Linked DNA regions of Rattus norvegicus: region 1 is linked to region 2. The links are chromatin contacts, called in public Hi-C maps. All regions are on one chromosome and are shown on one strand. The core of a region is the stretch at or near the end of the contact, and the rest is flanking DNA. Distances in the headings are between cores, read along the strand shown.

Region 1 (4,602 bases), core at 1,854-4,353, 230 kb after region 2:
GAGGAAAACTGGATGGCTATGGAGGCTTATACCAGTGAATCCAGCCCTGGGGACACTGACACAAGAGGTTGCCAAGAACTGAAGGCCAGACTGGGTCACAAGTAAATACTAGACTATCTGGCCTACAAAATGACAACTAGTCTTAAAAGAAAGAAAGACAGGGCAGGAAAGGTGGCTCAGTGGCTAAAAGTGTATACTGCTCTTCCAGAGACCAGAGTTCAGTTCCCAGCACCCATTTTAGGAGACTCACAGTCGACTATAATTCAAGCTCCTTGGGTTATGATGTTTCTAGCTTCTATGGGCACATACACTCGTGTGCACATATTCACACACAGATTTACATACATCCACATAATTCAAAAATAACTAAATTTTTTTTAAAGAAAGGAGGAAGGGTAGAAGAAAAAAAGACAAAATAATGCTTATTTAGAAATAATCTCAGGCTGGAGAGATGGCTCAGTGGTTAAGAGCACTGACTGCTCTTCCAGAGGTCCTGAGTTCAAATCCCAGCAACCACATGGTGGCTCACAACCATCTGTAAATGAGATCTGATGCCCTCTTCTGGTGTGTCTGAAGACAGCGGCAGTGCACTCATATACATAAAATTTTTTTTAAAAAAAGTATTTTTTTAAAAAAAGGAATCTCACTTCTAGCAAGGATCATTGTCAACCTGTTGGCGTATATTTGCTTTTAAAACTTTTTTTTTTTTTCAGAGCTGGGGACCGAACCCAGGGCCTTGAGCTTGCTAGGCAAGCGCTCTACCACTGAGCTAAATCCCCAACCCCAGCTTTTAAAATTTTCAAAGATTGTTATTATTATCTTACTTTATGTGTATGCATATTTTGCCTGTGCACCACATTTGTGCCCGGTGCCTGTGGAGGCCAGAGAGGGCCTTGGATTACCTGGAACTGAAATTCCAGACAGTTGGGAGCCACCGTGTGGGTGCCGGGACCCAAACCCAGGTAAGCCAGTGCTCTTAACTGCTAAGCCATCTCTTGCTTAGCATGTATTCTTCCTGATGAGCTGAAGGCCGGCTAAGTGACTGCCGAGGCCGGTCTGGCTGACACAGGGCTGGGTCTTCAGAAGACAGGGCTGGGTCTTCAGAAGACAGGCAGCCTCCCCTGCCAGCTGAGTATCTGTCCTTTCGGCCTCAGAAGCCCTGCCAGGTCCTTCACTGCTCTGACCTTCCTGGCGGACTGTCCTGTGCTCAGTTCTGCAGTGCTCAGCTCTGCAGCGTGTAAACCAGCCCTTCCGATTTGGTGTTCTGTTGTTTTGTTTCTGATGTTGCTCTTCTGCGCTCTCTCTCTCTCTCTCTCTCTCTCTCTCTCTCTCTCTCTCTCTCCTGTTCTTTCTTTCTTTCTTTCTTTCTTTCTTTCTTTCTTTCTTTCTTTCTTTCTTTCTTTTTTTAAAAACAGGGTCTTTGGTGTCCTAGGCTGGCCTCAGACTTCCATATAGGGAAGGGTGTTTTCACATCCTGAGATTACAGGTATGTAGCAGCACCCGCCAGTTCAAACCAACTTTTCCATATGTATTTTCCTGGCCCTTCCAGCCAACGACTTTTACAACTTCCCTAGTTTGATCTACACTAATTTACAGATTATACCTCTTCAGGAAAAACAAAACAAAACAAACAAACAAACAAACAAAAAAAAACCCTTTAAACCAGACCAGTGCCTTGTCATCTATGCATAGAGCATTAGCTGCAAATGTGGTAACCACCAGGGGGCCACAGCGAGCCCAGAGGCCCTCCCTGTTCAGGGAATAGTTTCCCAGATGTGAGCTAGAACTGGAGTCCTTTGGTTTCAAGCTGACTATCTCGAGGCTTCTTTCTCAAGAGTAGGGGTGTGTTCCACAGAACGAGTGACCTCGCAGGAACGGTGGCAGGGGCACCCTGTCATAAATGCTTTGGTAGAACTAGATGTGGTGACCTCACTGGTAATCCCAGCGCGTGGGAGGCTCAGGGAGAAGATTGTAAGTTTGAAACCAGCCTAAGCTTCATAGCAAGACCCCATCTTGAAACGAAACCAGAAAGCTTTGAAAGAGAGTGGGTCAGGGAGGATGGCCCAGAGGGTGGGGCAGGGAGGATGGCCTAGAGGGTAGGGCAGAGAGGATGGCCCAGAGGATGGGGCAGGAAGGATGGCCTAGAGGCTGGGGCAGGAAGGATAGCCCAGAGGGTGGAGCAGGGAGGATGGCCTAGAGTGTAGGGCAGAGAAGATGGCCCAGAGGATGGGGCAGGAAGGATGGCCTAGAGGGTGAGGCAGGGAGGATGGCCCAGAGGGTGGGGCAGGGAGGATGGCCTAGAGGGTAGGGCAGAGAGGATGGCCCAGAGGATGGGGCTGGAAGGATGGCCTAGAGGCTGGGGCAGGCAGGATAGCCCAGAGGGTGGGGCAGGCAGGATGGCCCAGAAGAAAAGTCAGAACCAGACTTTGCCTACTTTGTAATTTAGCTGAGTCTCCTGGACACTGAGGGGTGGGTTGTTTCTTTGTACATTTACTTTGAAACAGAGTCTCACTATATAGACCTGACTGGCCTCAAACTCACTATGCAGACCAGGCTGGATTCAAACTCACAGCGATCTGTGTGCCTCTGCCTCTCAAGTGCTGGGGTTAATGGCTTTTACCATCCTCCCATGTTGGACTATTGGGTTCTGTAAGAATAGGAGCTAACAGGACATTTCGTTTAACCTGAGCTCGACTCTGCTCCTCATCTGGAAAGTGGACATACCCTAGGAGAGCAGATCTCAAGAGAAGAGAGAGACAGACAGCAGTGGCGGGTGGAGTGTAACTTAGGAGCTAGTTGTGAATTTAAGTGGGTGGCACACGCCCTCCTGGCCTGTCAGTTCTGCCCACTGCCTTCCTGAAGAGGAACAAAAAGTAAACATTATGTCTGAGAGGGTTTTCTTCGTGTTCTTTCTTCTTCCAGTGGCTGCAGGTACTGATGGCCAGTTTTTGATCAGCTCCTGTCACTGTCTCCTCTGTGGAGGGGACAGTTGGCCCCACAGGTTGACGGCTAAGCTTGAGCCTCAGGCTGGATGGGAGGCCACAGCTCAAAACCCCCGGGGCACCCAGGGGTAACATTATCCTGCCAGAGCTGAACAAGGAAGTGAGTGTTTAGAGTAACCTCAAGAACGTCGTGGGCGTTTCCTCTGTCAGGGAAACAAGAAACCACAGTGAGATAATGGATAACTATATTCAGGTCACAGATTATCAGCTGTCACTGCTGCTTCCTGTTCAGAATTCGATGAAACTTTCTAGTCACTGAGCCTTGCGGACACTGTGAGCGTGAGCGCTATAAGGCTTGAGTTCTGCCTGGGGGTCTGGCGTAGCCCAGAGTGGGGAGTTGGGTCTTTTTGGGTGTGTGTGGCGTGTAGGTGTGGATAAAGTTCCACGAGTCAGTCCATATTTGTTTGCTGTTGGTTTGTTTTGTTTTTGAAGCATGGTCTTATATAGGCCAAGCTGGATCCAGACTTTCTGTGCACCAAGGATGGCCTTGGACCTCTTCTCCTCCTATATCCACCTCCTGAGTGCTAGAATTACAAGGGTGCACCACCATGGCCACTGTATGCCATGCTATAAGTTAGGCAAGCCTCCTACCAGCTGAGCCATGCCCCAAGCCCTGGGATCTACTTCTTAGAAGAGAAGGTGGTAGGTAAGAGACCAATAGCAAGGGTTAATTTCACTAAGTTTACAGTATTTGTCAGGCTTTTGAGCTAAGAGGTCTCTGTGCATTGCCCTGGTTGAGTCTCAAAACCACCTTTGAGAAAGTAATGTCCAGTCGTCAAAGTGCTACAACTGGGAAACAGAGCGGGACTTTTCTATTCCCTCCCTACTCTGTCCCTCCCTTTCTCCCTTCCTTCCTTCTTCCCTCTTCTTCCTCAACTTCTCTCTCATTTGCATACATTTCCATCATTCCTCGGAGTTCTGTCATTCATACCCCTTTCCAGGAAATAGTTGCTGCTCCTATCCCCAGACACGCTCTTTTTGGGGTTTTATGAGACAGGTTTCCCTGTGTGGTCCTTGCTGTCCTGGAACTCACCAAGTAAAGCAGGCTGGCCTCAAACTCCAACAGCCCCTGTCTCCCAAATGCTGGGATTAAAGAGGTGTGTGCCACCACTGTCTAGAAATAACCAAAGTTTAGTTTCTGTCCTCCAGGGTTGGTTCTTAACCACTCTTGTACTTCAAACCAACATCCCTGATTCCAATTTGATTTGCTTCACAGAGTCTATCTGAGACGTATGATTTTGTATGCACCAGCACATCGCTCCAATCTTACTACCAAGTAACATTCCATTTTATGAATTTTCAACTCAATTTATTTATCCAGGCTGGATTTGGATCCCCTCCCTCCCCCCTGGTTTTAGATTATTTTGAATAACACTGCCACGAACATTCTTCTTAGTTAGGGGTATTTAACGTTTTATTAAATACTGTACTGTCAGAGAAATGAGGACCATTCCATACTCCCGGAAATCGTAGACCAGAGTTCTAGCTCTTTCACACTCTTGACAACACATAAAATTATTGTTCTGTTCAATTATAGTGAGTATGAGAAATTGATCTTTCTAATTCCAGAACCTATGCATCGTTATAAAATACTGGGGTG
Region 2 (4,589 bases), core at 662-3,161:
GCCTGCTGGGATGTAGTCAGTGTTCAAGAGCGCTTGCCTGTATCCCTGAGGCTAGAAGTGGTTCCCACCACTGGAAACAAACATATGAACAAACACAATGTATAGTTAAACGTGAGGGAGACTGGCACCGTAGCTCAAATTTCCCAATGGAAGTCCCAGCCATAGAATCAAAAAACTAAGACAGAAGAAGTTGGGTATGTTCTAGAAAGGAGACCCAAGGCAAACAAGGATACCAGTGATGAGGGCTCTGAGTAAAACACTCAAGGAAATGAAAACCACAAACTCGGCTCAACATTATATCATGTGATATACAGGTACAACATTCAGAATATAACTCAATCAAGTCATAAGGCTGACCCTGCCTAAGCACGAAAGCTTTCTGTATTAATCTGATATGAACCTTTGAATTTTTGCCTCACCTTGGAAGAATACTAAATATCTTCAAACTGAAAGTCAGGTACACACAATACCTGACCAGTTTTCTGCAGTCCATTCAGTTGTACGTCTAAGGTGATTTCTAAAATCGCAACTGGTCCTGTGGTATTAATTTAGGCAGCAAGATAGTGTGTTCATTCTTCTCAGTCACTATACCAGACATTAACCTTCTTTCAAATGACTGTGGTCACAGATGACTCAGCAGGTAAGAAGGCTTGGTGCTCTTGCAGAGGATCGGTTGGGGTCTGGTCCCAGTACCCACATGGCAGTTCACAACCATCTGCAACTGCAGGTCCACCGGGACCATGCACACGTGTGGTACACACTAACAAAACACTTATAAACACAAAGTAAAATAACCTTTAAAAATAAGTAAATAAAACAAACTTACTATATTGCTTAAAGAGCTTTTTGGTGGAACCAAAAAAAAGAAGGTGGGGTGGGTTGGGGTGGGGCGGCGTTTAAGTGGGAACCAGAAGACCAGTCTCTGCTCCAGCACTGTGATGAATGGGTGTTAACCTGTAACAGATCGGTTGATTCCTGGGACTCACCCTATGCACGACAAAATAGGTATTGGGCTTTAGCTTAGATTCTGTCTTTCAAAGTCAAGCAAATAAACCTAAGTCCCTTGAAGAGAGAGCTCTTTTTCTTCCTCTGCTTTGTAGAGTATAGCAAAGTAGGAGGAAAATCACCTTTAGGCTATCTCTATAAAGTAGTACAGATACGTATTTGTTAATAACTTTGCAACTGTTACCTTTTCTTACACGAATCTCCTGACCATATCTTAATACACCGTTCATATTCCAAGCAATGAGAAATTTATTTGTTTATAAATGAATGTGAATAAAAATGGTTCTATCTTTTACCATTGCAGGTATGTAGGCATGTTCAAAAACAGAAGACAAACTATTCCTGAGTCTCTGTTTACAAATGAAGTTGGTATCTTTCATTCTTTTGATAACTTTATAGAGCTATGATAGATATACAGAACTATATGTCTAGTGTGACGGTATATATGCCTAGTGTGATGGTATATATGCCTAGTGTGACGGTATATATATATGCCTAGTGTGATGGTATATATGTCTAGTGTGACGGTATATATGTCTAGTATAGATGGTATATGTGCCTAGTATGATGGTATTGCTCAGATATAAAATGCAAGTTCCTGGCACCTAGCATTTGTTAAAGGCTTCATCCTTAACTCAGTGTTCAAAAGGGAGACTTCTGGAAAATGAAGGAATCACAGGAGCTCTGCCTTAATCTGTAGAGTGCCCTGCTAACGGATTAGGAATTTAACCATGTTATTGAAAAGTGACACACAGTAGGAAGATCTGAGGCCTCCCTGGAGGTGATATGCTCTTAAAGGGAGTATCTCATAACTGCCTCCTCTCATCACCCTTGTTCCTTCTCTCTCATCTCTTGTCCTCTAAATCTCTGTCACTATCTGGGCTTGTTGGTTTCCCAGAACAGCACCCGCCACCCTGTCTTGCCACAGTCCCACAGTGATGAAGTCAGCCATCCTGGACTGACCAAAGTCTAAGTCTCTGAGCCAAAATAAACTCTTTAAATTGTCTCTCATGGCACTTTCCTGATGTGTTATGTTCAAACACAGTAACTACCACGGGGGGGGGGGGGGAACACTTATTGAATCAAAGTGGCATTTTTCATATTTTAAGCTATTCCATTTATAAAACTATGATGGCAATGGGGTAAAAACAATCCATAGAAAACTAACAGCCAGTTTCACTATGGGATTATTCAGAGTCAAGCATGAGGTTGGGATTAATCACACCACAACTATAATTGCTTTCCTCGCTAGCTTTAAAATCATCCCCTAGAGCGGAGCATTCAGAGTGGAGAAACAAGCAAAAGTCTGCTTAGAGAAGCAAGTGTCACTGCTGACCAAATCTTTCCCTGTGTGGCAACTGGGTTTTCCAGGGAGTGGTTGGGGGAAGCATGAGTGACTGTTTATGGAATCTGATTCATCAGATTTCAGAAACTAGGGCTATTGTTAATAAAAACATAGTTACTCCACATACAGCAATGCCAACCATCAGTATACCAGAAGCTCTTGTATCACTGAATCAGGGAAACTGTAGGTGAAAGTGAGCTAATGTAAAGTATCCACAGATTTTTTTTTATATCATGATTTGTCAAGGTTATTTTGAAATATACGAATCAATAATAGTGTTTTTGAGAATAATACATGCCTTGTTAATTATATAATTGCATTTTAGGGATTTCTGTCTTGTTTTAGTGTGTAAGTGTATGTGTGTATGTATGTACTTTACATGTGTCTAAGTGCAAATGCATGTATACCACAGCAAAAACGTGGAGGTCGGGGGTCAAGCTCAGGTGCTATCCACCTTGTTTTGATCAGGGTGACTCTCTGTGGTACACACCACTGCAAACAGCAAGCCTGCTGCCCCGCGGGCCTTGGGGAACTCTGCTATCTCTGTATCTTCCGTCTCACTGCCAAAGCTCTGGGCTACAGGCACACACTGTGTTCCACTTGTTCCAGAGTCCCAGTCAGGTGCTCATGCTTGGCAAGCTCTGAATTCACTGGGCTGTCTTCTCAGTCAAAAAACTGTTTCATATCTATATTTCTTATTTTTTAAAACCCTGGTCCTGAGTACAGAGAGATTTCGGTTATTCTTTTTAGTAGATATAAAGTACTTGTTCATATTTATGGGCATCATAAACTTTAACAACTCAATACATGCACACAATGCATTCCAATCAAACCAAGGCGAATAGCATTTCTACTTTCTCTGTGAGAATTTTAGCTATTTAAATTTAAGACACAAATGACATTATTTGTAAACACGTTTCATGAGGAGCTGCTGATAAATTTTTAATTTAAGATTCTGTTCATACTCAATTGGGAGTTTTCATTAGTGCAGAGGTCAAAAAAAAACCCTACATGATAGAAAACAAGTCAAAGTAAAGTCACCCAACTGCCAATACTCGCCAATAAAGAACAGATAAAATTATTCTGATAAAAATGCCGTACTAACACGGGGCATGGTGGCGCACACCTTTGATCCCAGAGCTTGGGAGGTAGAAGCAGGCGGATCTCTGTCAGTTTGGGGCCAGTCTGCTCTACAAAGCTAGTTCTTGAGGGCTTTTACACAAAGAAACCCTACCTCAAAAACAAAAACCCAACAAACAAAATGCCATACTAATCAACAATAAAAAAGGAATTAAATGATACATGCAACAATAATGATCCGTGTCAAAACAAATCAGACAGCCAAGCATAGCAGTGCACGGCTCTCACGCCAGCACTCATGAGGCAGAATCAGACATCTGGGAGTTCAAAGCAAAGCCAGTATGGTATGCAAAGGAGTTCAAACCAGCCAGGGCTACACAGTGAAAGTCTATGCCAAAATAGGGGGTGGGGAAGGAGAAGAAATGAAGAGGAGAAGGACGAGGACGAGGACAAGGGGGAGGAGGAGGAGGGGGAGGAGGGGGGGAGGAGGAGGAGGACAGAAGAATAGAGAGGAGGAGGAGGAGGAGGAAATAAAAGAAGTCTTATTTAAAAGACTGAATCACACATATGGTTTCACTTACTCAAGATTCTAGCGTAAGCAAACTGGAACAACAACAACAACACCTTCTTAACTACTGAACCCTAGTTATTTGGGGGAAAGTATTCTGACATCGACACTTACTCTGAAATGAATCCAAAAATAAATAAACAAACTAATGAATGGCTTGGAGACCAAACCTGAAAGTGATAAAGAAGTACAGTAAAATATGAATGATAAAATCCAGATGTAAATGTGAAGTGCGCTTCATTTTTCCATAGGTATATTGTTATGTGCCAGATAAAATTGTTAGAAACATTTTTCCATAATAAATTGCAAGGAAAAAGATCATTAGTCAAGCTCTAAACAAGGAGGTGAACTGTGCCTTGGACAGCTAACAGACTTTTAAATAAACATTAAAACAAACTAAAATAGCAAATGATTAAACTGTTACACAGCAAACAGTACATAGCACACATGTACTCGCATGTGCAAATAAAGACTAAATTAAGTAAATTAGGACAGATCAGAGTTAGATATTAGTTAAAATGGCTACTGGGTGTAGTGGCTCTCTTCTATAACTCGTAATCTCAGCACTCGCAAACAGAAGATTACGCTGAG

The links. Hi-C and Micro-C count contacts between places; a contact is called where the count stands out from the background.
Region 1: a Hi-C map of Schwann cells shows a contact between it and region 2, with 5 times the contacts expected there. The contact joins two enhancer-like sites.

The regions. Positions count from the first base shown.
Region 1 is chr15:3,458,163-3,462,764 of GRCr8, forward strand. No RefSeq gene overlaps it. Among named protein-coding and RNA genes, the nearest start is that of Plau, 52 kb to the right of the region's middle. Within about 2 kb of position 3,104, at least 16 of the 93 cell types and tissues checked have an H3K27ac peak or open chromatin away from gene starts, as enhancers often do. A contact at or near this core is called in Schwann cells, where this site is marked.
Region 2 is chr15:3,233,655-3,238,243 of GRCr8, forward strand. The region is part of intron 3 of Adk (adenosine kinase); the gene reads right to left. Among named protein-coding and RNA genes, the nearest start is that of Adk, 60 kb to the right of the region's middle. Within about 2 kb of position 1,912, at least 12 of the 93 cell types and tissues checked have an H3K27ac peak or open chromatin away from gene starts, as enhancers often do. A contact at or near this core is called in Schwann cells, where this site is marked.